Regions from separate parts of the Mus musculus genome. Here region 1 is linked to region 2. Evidence: chromatin contacts called from public Hi-C data. All regions are on one chromosome and are shown on one strand. The core of a region is the stretch at or near the end of the contact, and the rest is flanking DNA. Distances in the headings are between cores, read along the strand shown. Region 1 overlaps Gm32898 (a long non-coding RNA gene). Region 2 has its middle 47 kb from the start of Gm4792.

Region 1 (7,042 bases), core at 1,705-4,204, 260 kb after region 2:
GACTTGAAACTCTTGCCTCCAACAAGGAAACCACCAGCTTCCACTTTCAGTGAAGGATAACTTTTGATGTTTCCTGGCTTCCATGGGAGGAGTTCCATTGTATTAAACCCATCGCTGAATAGAAAATATCCTAAGCTGAAATGCATTTAATATCCCTCACCTAGCAAACATCAGCCTTAACATATCCTGAGACCAGGAAAAGATCCATGCTCAGAACATGGAGTTCGCAGGCATGTTGCTTCCATGCCAATTCAGAGTTGACAAACTTTAAGTAGAACCTCAGAAGTCAAATTGTCTGCTCTCACTCACCTGACCAACCCTCTGTATACAAGTAACAGCTCACCTCTGTTGCCTTGAGTACACAGTGTTTGGTTACTCGCATGCCATGCTGGACTGCTGATGTGTTGGGTCACCTGCCTCATCCCGCTGGGGCCTCTAAAACCCTTGGCAGGTTGCCCTGTTTTATGTGCCTAGGACCTCTCATTTCTTTCATTCCATGAAACACTTCTCCTTGCTCACTTCTTCCCCCCCCCCCCCCCCCCCCACTGCTTAACTGCCATCCTCAAGCCCTGCTCTACACTCTAGGCTACCAACTCTTTCTCCACAGCCCCATGCCTGGCTCTGCCCCTCTGCTAACCAACTTAGAACTATATGGTTCAGGATGGGATAGGAAGGCAATAGGAACAGGAAAAGCAAGATCTCTATGCATGTTTCTCCTAGAAGCCATAGAAAATGACTAGGAGACACTGGGAAATACAGACCAGAAAAGAACCAGTCTTTCCCCTAGAGCAAACCATCACTGTCACTTTCCCTACAAAACAAAGCACACAAAGCAGTACTAGGAAAAGCTGCTGGTTTCTTCTGCTGCAAGAGGACTACGCAGCTGAGGTTGAAATGTTCAGAGGTCACATTTCCTCCCACCCATTCTCAGACACTACACCTGTGCCTGCCATGCTAGCTCCTATGCGTGTGCGTTATGTATGTTCTCTGTATGGCTAGACTTTCATCTGTCTTGTTTATTTTCTATATGCATTGCTTTGTTTTAAAACTGATAAGCTTTCTGCCTATTTCTATACTTAGGTCCTTCCATGGTGTCATTTTTAAGTGATTTTATTGCTTCCCATCATGTATGTGTTTAATCTATATAGTCTGTTGTTGGCTGACTGCCATATTTACTATTATAAATGAGCAACCTTAGCCTTACCATGCCAAGGGGGCTCCAGAAGCCGTTCAGTGTAGTGAAGCAGGTCAGCCACCTTACTTGGCTGGTAAATCGGGTCAACACATCTTCAGTTGTGTGTAATTGGCTGAAACAGTTGTGGTTTGCTTTGTCCACTAAGAAATACTCAGGGAAGGGGTGGCTAAACGAGGGTGCTGAACCTGAGTCTAGACAGTGTGACTGAGGCCCTCAGCTCGGTCCTAGAACCCCCTCATTCTCGTCGGGATCAAGAAAGAATCAAGAGACAGGAAAGAAGGAGAAGATTTTTGAATTTGTTTTTCCTTTGGATTTCTGCCAAGTTGGCTGGCACCTGCTGCCCTAGTCCCCCCACCCCCACCCCTGTCGGGACCAAATCAGTATTTTGTCTGGGTCCCTGGACTAGCAGGTGAGAATTCAAGCCACTTGTACAATCATGGACCTGGCAGAAAGAAGGTGTGTGGGACAGTCTCTGGAATGTCTAGTGTTTTCTTCTGGACAGATGTGGACCACATAGGAGAAACGTCTTGGGGGTTGAGTTGGGATGTACACTCAATGGGTATATGAGGGTAGGGTAGGGGGATCCCAGTAGCAGGAAGCCAAAGGACAGGGCATCTCCATGAGGCTTAGGGATGAGCCCCCAGGATATGTGTAACACCTTAACCCAGTCAAAAGACTGCAAGGAAGAATCTCCTAAAGTGACAGTGGAATAGGAGTCTCCCAGGGGCACCGTGAGAAGCCAGCTCTTTTGTCTGTGGAGATTAGTAAGCTGAGGCCAGCAACAGGAGTTCCCATGTTAGCCCATTGCTTGTCCTTTACCACCCCAAATCCCCGACCAAGCAGACTCATCAGGGAAGAATTGGAAAGCAAGAAGAGAAGAACATGCTGCCAAGCTGAGAAGTCAGCCATTGGTCCCTCTACCTCATCCGTGAGCTGGACATAGACCTGGTGGTAGTTGGGAGATTAGATGCAATATCAGGTCCATGGGTTTTCTGGGTTTGTCTGTTTGCTTGTTTGTTTGTTTGTTTTATTCACCTTGGGCTATTTTATTTTATTGAGACAGAGTCCCATTATGTGGTTCTGGTTGGCCTGGAACCTACTCTGTAGACCAGGTTGGCCTCAAACTCACACTGCTCACTCTCTAAAATGCTGGGATCGAAAGCTTGGACCATCACGCCCTCAAGGCTTGGCCATTTTAAACTCCAAGAACTGTGTCTGTGTTTACTACCAAAAGTGATCTCAGCCTGTTTCCCAAGATGAAGTCATGGATCTGGCAGAGTTTTTGTCCAGGTGTGTTTTATGTCCTGGGGAGTTCCCAGGGATGAGAGAGACAGCAGCAGCAGGTTGACTGTGGACAGCTTGTGAGCTGTTGTCAGTACAGCCGTTCCTCTTAGAGTCAACATGGAGTAAGCGTGGGGATCTGTGCTTCTCCCCACGTTGAACCTTCAGACCTGGTGAAGCCCTATTTCACTGAGGCGAGGGCCAAGCTCATCTGTATCCATCCTTTTCTCCACTGGCCTCATAGCAGCAGTGTTTCCCAACCTGGCCACGCCATGGCAATGTTTGCCCAGCCTGGCTACGAGATGGTCACCCCAGATCTAGGTTGTGCATCCTAGCTCACCCAAACACATAATTGCAGCTGCTGCTCTCTCTGTACTTATTACAGAGAGAGAAGGAAGTCCCTCCCCAAAACCAACCTGTGACCTTGGACCAGAGCTGGGTCACATAAGCACCCCGCCCTGCAACACATCTCTAGAACATTTTCACTTCCTTATTTCCTAAGACACTTCGAGCCACTATAAACTAAAATGGTGTCTCCACCCATGAACTGATCCCAATGAGATCATCAGTCACCTCACTGCTTGAGTGGGTACGGTGTTTCACAAACTATGTACTTTGATTTCTAAATCAGTTGATGCTGCTGGCTTCTTCTTGCCCCTTGAGATCTTGTTTGTCCCCTCACAGGGAGCTTCCTTTCTGGGTCTCCTACCTCTCCATCCCTCTTCAGGGTTCTGTGACTCTCTCAACTCCATTACAGTGTGTGTGTGTGTGTGTGTGTGTGTGTGTGTGTGTGTGTGTGTGTGAGAGAGAGAGAGAGAGAGAGAGAGAGAGAGAGAGAGAGAGAGAGAGGAGATGCCAGAGATAAATATTAGATATCATTCTCCATCTTTATCTTCTTCTCCTCCTCCTCCTTTCCCTCCATCATCTTTGTCATCACCACCACCACCACCACCATCATCATCATCATGATTTTTTTTGAGACAGGGTTTCTCTATGTAGCCCTGGCTGTCCTGGAACTCACTTCATAGATCAGACTAGCCTCGAACTTAGAGATCTGTCTGCCTCTGCCTCCCACGTACTTACTGACTTATTTTTATTTTTGAGACAAGTTCCCTCACTGAAGCTGGGGCAATTGGGCTAGACTGGCCATCCCCTGGGCTCCAGGGCTCTCTGTCCCTGCATTGGGGTCACAGAAGTGTGATGCCATGTCCAGCTTCTGGGTGGGTTCTGGGGATCCAAACTCAGGTCCTCCTGCTTGCATGAAGCGTCCTTTTCAAAGTGAGCTGCCCCTCCAGCCCCCACCCTACCCCCGCCCCCACCCCCGCATATGCTTTCTACACCAGCTCTCCTTGCATTCGGCAGCAGCCTGTGTGACAGATACCCAAACATAAATTCATCATTAGCACTCATCTCTTTTCTCCAGGGTCAATGTAGCCCCGGCTATCCTGGAACTCAATGTGTAGACCAGGCTGACTGGTTCCCAGCCTGGAACTCACAGAGATGCCCCTGCCTCTGCTTACTGAATTTGGGGATTAAAGTGGTGTGCAGTTACTCAACTCCATACTTCTAATTTCTGTATAACATCTCTGCCATGCATAGCCTTAGGCTGAAAACATCAAAGTCTTTCCCCTTACCTCTGGTGTTTTCGTATACCTCCACCTATCCAGACTGGAAGCTGGAGCCCTCACCATTGCCCACCTCAGACCCAGTCAGTACTACCTCCCAATTACATCTCAGAACTGCCACTCGCCATCTTGGCCACACTATGTTTGCCCTGTTTCCACTCTCTCTTGAGTGGTTCCAAACCAGTGCCTGTCTGTTCTGGTCCTCTTCCTGTGTGAGTATAATGCCTGCCACCATGCTAGCCACGTTGCCACCGAAAGATAACAGCTGTCACGGCTAAAATAATAAAACCCATGTTCTGGGGATGGCAGTGGGAAGACCGACAGAAGCCACTTGCCTATCAGCCCCATAGAGCAGCTGAATCAGTGCTGCCAATCACCTGCCAGTGCCATGATGAGGTCACAGAAATGTCTGTCCTACATAAGCCCTGGCTAATTGCATCACAAAACATCTGCTACCGAAGGGATGAAGGAGAAAACAGTCGGAACAAATCTATGACATGTTGATGTGTCAACCTCAAGGCAGCTATTTTAGTGCAAGGGACATATTTTAGTGGGAAAGACAAATTATTAATTATTTAGCATTTTTGTTTTTGTTCCCTATGACATGTTCAACTGATATTATGCCCATCTGTTTGAACAAGATCCATCTTCATTTATCTTTTTTGGATTATTACTGTTATTGTTATTATCATCATCATTATGACTGCTATTATTATTATTATTATACTGGGGCATATTAAGCAAGTTCTTACCACTAAGCTACATCCCCAACATCTTTGTTTTGTGATATAAATCGGTGCTTCCAATAATTTTTCGGGAGGAATTTTAGAATGGTCACCCCCAAACACCTCCAAGTCAAAAATACCTTTCTCTCACAGGTCCCTGTAGCTTCGTTGCTTGTTTTGAGTAACGATGAGGGAGGAAGGGCTCTGTGGGGTGGATAAGGGGAACAGATGTCCAGTTTCCCCAGTACGCACTGCTTTGACCCTGAGAGTGAGAGTTAGAATGTAAGCAGGACTCAGAGAATAGATGGTTAAATGCTAGCTCACAAGTAAAATATAAAGACCATGCATGAGGCTCGGGGACGAGGGTCCTTCTTTCTCTCCTGGAGGTGTTGTGCCAGGGAAATATTAGTAATCCCCCCCAAAAAACAGACAGGAGATGATTGGATGCAACTTACAGCAGGGTCTTTACTCTATTCAAGCTAGCTCAGGCCCCTCAGCTCACTACCGACACGCATGGCAGTTCTGGTGGTGGGGAAGCCCCAAATGTCTATCGGGGCAAGGCTTTATAGTAAACACAAGCAGGGAAGATGTGTGCAAGCATCAAATTGGAAAGCTCCTGTGGCCTTTAACATAATTGGCTGGTGCTGGGAGTCATATCATAAACTTAACTTCTGTTCCCCTCTGCATTGGTGATCGTTAGGCAAGGAGTGGACTTGTAACCTGGGCATGCAGGTTTGTTGAGGGAACAACCTGGAGATACTGGTCTTGTTGAAAGTGTAACCTGGAAACGCTGGTCTTGTTGGGGATTAGCCTAGAGACTGAAGCTAGGCCCAGGTTTTGTTGCGGGGGCAACTTGGAGACCAGTGGAGTTCAAACTTAGGCCAGGCTCTCTAAAATGGAGTCTGAACTTAAAAACTTTGGCATCCAGAGTCAGTTAGTTAACTGGTGTCTTATGGCCTCCATTCCACCCATCCCTACCTTCAGAGACCCACTAGGAGCCCTACTCAAGACCCGTGGAACCCTTAATTGGTTGCCCTATCTCCTAAGAAACATGATGAACTCCACTTGCTGAGGTTCAAAGTCCAGGGTGTAGGTATGATAATGGAGCTAAGAAGCTCACAAGGGCTTGGCTAAAGCTGTCTGTTTCCAGTGTCTGACTGCTAGCCACTTACAAAGGAGGCAGAAAGCCAAGGTTTAGACAAGGAAGAGGCTAGAGGTCCTGGAGGTTCATGTAAGTGACAGGGTCCTTTGAAAGTGCCCCACCTATGTTAAGAAGTATAGACTGATTTGAGTCCAACTGGTGGCAGCCCTATAGGATCCTGGTGTCTTTACCAATGATCAAGGTTTAGAAAAAAGAATTGAGCCGCTATCATCAAGTACAAAACCCTGGAACCAACCACCCAGAATCTCCCAGATTAATAACCACGAGGTAACCAAAAGACATTCTTCCCTCTACCTTTACCCAAGCTGCCCCAAGGGAGACCTACTGATAGTATTGTCCAGGCCTGAAGAGACTTTACCCATCACAGCTGGTTAGTGACTTCTGAACTTGCAGTTTAGGGACTCCATGCTAAAAACTGGGTATACTACGTAAGCACATGGAGGGATCTCCACAGCCGTTGGCTACTGGAGAAGTTACGCCTTTGTTCGTACCATTCCTTCTACCATGGCTCTCACCATGGGAAGTGTGAGAGGGGTAGACACTGTCCCCTTCTGACACTGTTGTCACGAGCCTCCCGTGGCATGTAGACTGTTGAAGGTCATCCTAAGATCACCAAGCTTGGGCCATCTCAGGGGAACTGGCAGGTTCCTTGGGATACAGCTCCTCATTGCTGAGGCTCTAGCAGCCTCTAGGGGTTGCCATGGGTTACTGAGTACTTGGTACCTTGTCTGGAATCGTTCAAGCTGAAGTTCTAGATATTTCCTCCAGGCGGCTCCAGAGAGCACAGTGGGTTTGATGATGGGACCTCAGCCAGGCCTCCATTGGCTGATGGTAACCTGGAAATGGTTAGAGAAAGGGCCAAGGGACCCAGGCTGGCCCTGTGGTCAGTCAGCTTGACTGGGTGCAGCTAAGATTTGCCCCCATTCTCAGGGTGTGTACGCACCACAATGAAGCAGATTCCCGGCCACCTGCTCTGACGGGCCACAGCATCCCATCCCTCCCTGAACCCTCCAAGGCTACAGCAGCTCCTGCTCTCATCCTAAGCTCCTCAGTG
Region 2 (6,543 bases), core at 1,624-4,123:
CCTTGCTGGATGATGTGTGTCCCAGGAGGCAGGCTGTAAGGTTTTATAGTCTCGGCTCACTTCCGGCTCCCTTGTTCTGCTGTCTGAGCGGGGATGAAGAAGCCAGCTTTTTCCTCCTGATGTAGTGCTTTCTCTGCCTGGTGCTGTGCCTCCCCTGCTATAATAGACTCAGCTTACATCAGGGTATTTTATATCACAGCAACAGAAATGTAGCTAAGACAGTTCCCAGCTTTCCATGAGTCCTAGGGACCAAACCCTGATCCTTATGCACACGCAGCAAGAGGTTTCCCCACCAAGCCATCCCCTGGGTCCTCTGTTTTGTTTTTGCTTTGTTCCTGACACCCAAGCGATGAAAACACATGTTTTGGATGAGAAGCAAACGAATCAGATTATGCCCCAGTAACCGTGAGGCAGGAAAGGGAGAGATCTGAGCCTAGTCCTATCCATTTGTTCTGGGAATGCAGAGAAGTGTGACCACTCTCAAGGGTCGCAGGGAGGAGTGTAACCACTCTGGAAAGGTCCCAAGGCTAGGAGGCACTGGTCTGGTTCCAGGTTTGGCATGGCCATCAGAATTGAATCACGGTCTGTGATTTGGATACACGGTTTGAGTTGTTTAGAAAATGGTGAGGTTGGCTCCCAACATGGCTTCCATGCCGATTTTTTCCTCAGTCTGAAGCAAAAATCATCAAAAGGAAACAAATATGTGGTTAGCATTGCACGGTGCTAAATGTGTTCAATTTAACAGACTCTCCTGTTTTCTAATATTAGGTCCTCTCTGCTTTTTATGTTTCATCCTTTTATTAAATAATAATAAGTAGATGGTGGTTGGATTGCTTTTATTTTTTTTAATGACTTTAGTTGGCAAAAAAAAAAGGTGGAGATATTGTTGTAATCCTTTAAGTTTTTTTTGTTTTGTTTTTTAAATTTTAACGGTAGATTAAAAAAAATCTGCCCATAACTCTCAGACCAAATAACCTTTAAAATTCTATCCAGTTCTAACAGTTGGGGATTTTAGCCTTTTCTTTCCACTTGTGACTGTGAGGCGAGAAATTCAAGTGTCAGTTTATATTTGTGTCCCGGAACTGGCTGTATTTTCACCCAGAGAAATCATGGTACCTCCATATCAGCATCATAGATGCCTCATTCCCTTCAGCTTAGACAAAGCCTGAAGCATCGCTTTGTGTCTTAAGTTAGACAAAGCTGAGAAGGGAAGTGGGAGATGGGTGTCCCACATCATTGCTGGGGACATGCTCTGGCTTAGTGTGGCTGCCATCAAACCTCCCCTTGTTATCTGTCACCCAATCTGAAATGAGGACACCCTGTATCCAGAGCCTCGAATACACTAGGCCAGTGATCTAACACTGAGCTACATCCCAGGTCAGTCTTCTTTTATTTCTTTAAACATTTCCCTAGAAACGTTAAAAACAAAACAAAAAGAAACATGGGTTAAGTTTAGCCCGTGGATTATAGTGATAAATAGTTGACTGTGGTCCAGGTCTCTGGAAGGTGCTTTGGGCTGACGATGTTAATGGTACAGATGCAGTTATCCCGTCTGACCGATTCTGCTTTCGGGAATTTATCCTGCAGATATGCTTATAGCTTACCTGAAATAGCAACATACCAAGAGCTAACTGGACACTCACCTATAGGAACTGATCGAATAATAGATTATCCACAAACAGTATGACTTAGCCTTTTAAAAATTCCCGGCAGCTGCCGGCATAGCCTCTCCAGAGGCAGGAAACAGGAGAGGTTTGCTGGTTTGGTGGCTAAGTGCTTGCCAAGAGCCTGTGAAGCTTTGGTGTTGATGCCAGCCAGCACTATAAAAATGTGTGAATCTGGGGAGGTGTGAAGAAAAAATTTTTTTAGCATAGTAGTATTTACTAGCTTTAAAAGACTAGCAAGGCTGGGCGTGGTGTCACATGCCTTTAATCCCAGCACTTGGGAGGCAGCGGCAGGCGGATTTCTGAGTTCCAGGATAGCCAGGGCTATACAGGGAAACCCTGTCTCGAAAAACTAAAAAACAAACAAACAAAAGACTAGCAAGTTTGTGTATGCACACACACCCATACATGCATATTGTGTCCCGTGTACGTATAGGATGCGCTTGTGCCCTGTGTAACTATAGGTTATCTGTCAATGGTGAGTGTCACTGAGGAGTCTGGCTGAGGGACTGAGGGGGGTGCTGGGACATTGATTTTTACTTCATATTATTTTGTAGCTTATGAATCTGGTGCACACGCATGAATCAATCCATGCGGAATTAAACTGAAAATCTTTTTTAAAGAGCTAAAACGAGTGAAATCACTCTAACGTCTAGCACGAGAAAATTTACTCAATTGCTTGAAATCGACCTGAATCATTTTTCAATCACAGGTGAGGCTGCCCTGCCCTAAGAAATATACATAGTTGTTTCCCCTTCGTGGGGGTGTTTTGACAGAATAACAGTTCTCTGTCAGCCTTTGATCGTCTTTCGTGGTGGAACGCCCCTCTCCCAGGGCAGAGTTTCAAGTTTTTCTGCTGCTATCTTTCCTTCTGATTTTCAGACAGCCCACCTGCAAGTTAACTTGACCAATGCACAAACATGAAAGTTCCGGGGGTTGGGGGGCTGTGCTGCTGGTGACTGCTACTATGCGCAGTGACTGCTACTCTGCGCAGTCCGGCCCTTTATTTTTCTGTTTCTTACCCACTAAGTGCAGAGATATCTGGAGTATGTTCCCCAGTGGTCACTCCCTGCTGATGACGTCCACGGTATGCGCACACAGGCCTCTGTGGTCTGCTGTGGTGTTTCCACCTGGGAGATTCTTGGCAGCTTGCTGAGAAGTTCTTGGTCCCTACTCTGACTTGAACGTCCAGCCACTTCCGTATTGGGCTTAGAAGGGCAGCACTGCCTCTCAGGATGGGAAGTGCTTGGAGGTGGCGGGGCGGGGCGGGGCGGGGCAGGGGGGGCGGGGAGAAGGATGCCTGGTCCTGGAGGCAGACAGGACTGGTTGAAGATGAAGAGATAGATACCAGTACCACTTCTCTCCGGTTTCTGGCTTCACCCTTCAAGCCTCACCCATTGTGGCTTAATATTCGGTCAAAAAGGATGTTTGGCCATTCCATGTTGAGGCTTCAGCAGGCACTGCATGCTTCTGTCTGTCCTTTTGCCTGCCCGCCATTGCCGTGAGAAAACAGTCTCAAAGGAAAGCTGCCATGACCCAGGATTTCCTGGCCAAGATCTCTAAATCCAACAGTCAATCAGCTGACACCAGACTGGTGGTCACGTGAGGGTGTGAGTAACCCCAGCCAAGGCCAGCAGAGACCCCCTAACTGACCACCCAGACCCCTGTGCGTTTGCTGTCGGGGCACTAGTGAGGTTCTCTGATCGCTTTCTCTGCAGCATCACTGTGGAAAACAGGTAGCAGACACATGCCGAAATGTTCAGAAACCGCAGGAGGTGGCGCACGCCTTTAATCCCAGCACTTGGGAGGCAGAGGCAGAGGCAGGTGAATTTCTGAGTTCAAGGTCAGCCTGGGCTGCAGAGTGAGTTCCAGGACAGCCAGGGCTACACAGAGAAACCCTGTCTCGAAACAAAAAACACAAAACAAAACAAAAAAAAAGAGTTTTCTTACTTTTTTAGTAGGACACCATTTGACGACACAAAGTGGTTTCTGGTCAAAAGAAAGAAAAACAAGCAAGCAAGCAAGGCCCAAGTTCAACACAACAGATCAGCCAGGGCTATGTAGCAGAGTGAGGAGAGTACCATGGAGTTGGTGAGGTGGTTCCTACAACAGAAGAGGAAATGGAAAAGTCCAGGCAAAGATTGCAAAATAGAAAATGAAAGTCAGGGAGATATGTGGTCACATATATTAAATATGTGTATAAAGTCATCAAATGGTAAACATTATGAGTAACATCTGAATACCTAAATAAGCCTATGTAGCTCAAAAAGAAAAACAATAAAAGAACATAGCCGATAGTAGGAAGAAAACATTTGGCTTTTTAGTGATAATTCCATTACACGACAGTAAAGGGTAGCAAATGTAGATAATGCTCACAGAATTATCAGGGCCTCAGGCCACTTGTGGGTTTATTCATGAGGAGAGCTGTTGATCGGAGTATACACCAGGCACAGCCTGTTGACTGTGACAGGGAAGTGAGCTGTCCAGGAGGGTAGAAACATTGCAAAATCCATAGGACACCCCCACATCCAACATTTGAATGAAGGAACGTCACCTCACATTTCTTGCTGTTAGAATATTCAATCTTTTACATTTTTCTCCAAATTACCTTGAGATTTTATGCAAGCCCACACAGGGGCCGCAGAAGGGCTCTAGCGATGGGATCTTCCTGCAAGTCCAGTTGGTAGGAAAAGATTTAAAAGGCCTTTGTCCTTTGGTTTCAAGGAAGAGAAGCTCTGGATAAAACCAGTTTAAACAAGAGATTGAGGTTTGTCCTTATGTGGGGTGTTTTGGAGAATTCTGAAGTTCTGCAGGATCACAGAACACGAAGCTTCTTTATTTTCTTGTCAACCTTGACGGTGGGCTGGTAACCTCAGCTTAGTGCCTGCTATCCACAACATGGCTGCATGAGCTCCACACATCACATCCTTCATCGAATCATTGTATCTAGAGTGGAGAAAAATGGGTCTCTTATAAGGACAATCTTCTCATGTCTTACTGGCCAGAATTATGACAAACGTTGCTTATACAGAAACAAAATGGCCTCAGTTTAGCCCAAAGCAAAGACGGGTTGGCATTCTTTTCCTTTGCTGATGAGAGGGCTCCTCCTGAAACAGCTGGTGGGGTATTAAATGGACACTGGAACAACATTGTCTCCGAGGCTGCATGGTGGCTCAGTCATTAAAGTGCCTGCCACACAAGCACAAGGACCCAAGTTCGATCCTCACCTACGTGCTGGACGTGGTGGGGGAGGCCTGTACTTCCAGTGCTGGGGAGACAGAAATGTGGGGATCCCTGAGTAGGCAACTAATAGTATTCGGGACAGCCAGTTGATCATGAGGATAATTAAGGGTACTCTGTAGTCTTCTGTGTTGACATATATATATATATTTTTTTTTTAGAATCCTTTTTTTCAATGAGCCCCTTCATTATAAATGGGTATTGTGGCTTTTCCCAAGTATAGGCTAATGTGAGTGTTCTGGTACATGGAAGGGGTGCTGAGCTAAGATTTGATGCTGGTTAGGTCAGTTGTTATTAAATGCACCATCACCTCATAATGGGTTAATCAGTTCATGACCCCATTATGAACAGAGAATCATCTGTATATATCTTATGTGTGTGCCTATTTTTATCTGTATCCCTGTAGGCATGTAAAGCATGAGCCACGGCCATATTGGCAATGTAACTAAATTTAGTAACATTTTACTAAATTCTAAAGTGACTCTTAACACTTTAAAGAACAAACATGGGGAACAGACCAGGAGGAGTGCATTTGGGCTAAGCAAATAGCCGACGGTGGTATAAACGAATAGGATCCATGTCTCTGACACGACTGTCCTCCTGAGGCAGACGCTGGCATAAGCCCCGGAGAGTAAGACAAGCTTGGGGGCGGGGCTGAGCATCCTTCACCCACCTGGCCTTTCTCTATGGTTGCCAGGTGGCTGCCCCAGCACTTTGCCTGGCACGAGGATAAAAGCCTCATTTTAGCAGCCCTACCGTGCCTTGCTGTTGGGAAGGCTCTTCATCACATTAGTCTCTGACAGGCCCCCACACAGAGGCCTCTTTCAGTCCCATTTTCCGGATGCACAGGATGGGTCAGCTGGGTGAGTGATCTGGCCTACTCTTTACATGCTGAAGGAGCCTCCCCCCCACCCCCCCGCCCCCACCCCCCACCCCCATGCTGCTCAAGAAAAGGCGGGAAGGGTGCTGCAGGAAGATGCTGAAGTGCTGCAGGAATCAGCCAATCACCAGCTGGGTCTGAGGAGAGTAGGGCTCTCTACAGGAGACCAGAGGACCCTGAGACCGCTCATGGCTTAAGGCCTGTCTCTTCTTTATTTGCCACTGATATAGCAAAATATCCCAGGCTGGGCACTTGGGCACTTTATAAAGAGATGGTTATGAAGCTCACAGTTTAAGAAGCTTGAAAGTCCGAACAGCGTAGCATCAGCCCCGGAGACCCTCCACCTTGGGGTACTCGCAGCCAAGGGCAGATGGTACCGAGGTGCTCATGGAAGAAAGCATGAGGCCGAGAACCAAAGAGCAGGCTAAAGTCAGGCTTTCTCTGTTAATAACAATTTTCTAATAAGAACTACGTTATTTCTAAAAGCAGAGACAACGACTTGGTTTACTTGCCGTAAGCACCCACCTCTAAGAGGTCCCACCGTGACCTCTGACATCACCACACCAGGAACAAGCATTCACAGGAACCCCCCAGGGATAAACCATACCCCAGCCATAGCAAGAGGAAGGCTGGGAAGGCAAAACGGAGAGGTGGGAACTAAAGACAAGGAAAGAAGATTTGTAGAGAGCGATGCCAGGTTGACGCCATCTTCTGAGACCCAGTGGGGCTTCTCTGTCTCGACTCTGTCTTGTCCTGGCA

What was found. Hi-C and Micro-C count contacts between places; a contact is called where the count stands out from the background.
Region 1: a Hi-C map of bone marrow-derived macrophages shows a contact between it and region 2, with 24 read pairs. The contact joins two enhancer-like sites. A contact is called at or near these places in 6 of 484 Hi-C or Micro-C datasets (bone marrow-derived macrophages and embryonic stem cells) and 2 of 115 datasets of contacts at active chromatin or transcription factors (bone marrow-derived dendritic cells and bone marrow-derived macrophages).

The regions. Positions count from the first base shown.
Region 1 is chr10:94,602,722-94,609,763 of GRCm38.p6, forward strand. Gm32898 (a long non-coding RNA gene) reads right to left here. Exons shown (of 5, transcript XR_001779842.1): 4 at 4,967-7,042. Among named protein-coding and RNA genes, the nearest start is that of Gm32898, 17 kb to the right of the region's middle. Within about 2 kb of position 2,955, at least 49 of the 459 cell types and tissues checked have an H3K27ac peak or open chromatin away from gene starts, as enhancers often do. A contact at or near this core is called in bone marrow-derived macrophages, where this site is marked.
Region 2 is chr10:94,341,943-94,348,485 of GRCm38.p6, forward strand. It overlaps a transcript of Tmcc3 not described here. Among named protein-coding and RNA genes, the nearest start is that of Gm4792, 47 kb to the left of the region's middle. Within about 2 kb of position 2,874, at least 12 of the 459 cell types and tissues checked have an H3K27ac peak or open chromatin away from gene starts, as enhancers often do. A contact at or near this core is called in bone marrow-derived macrophages, where this site is marked.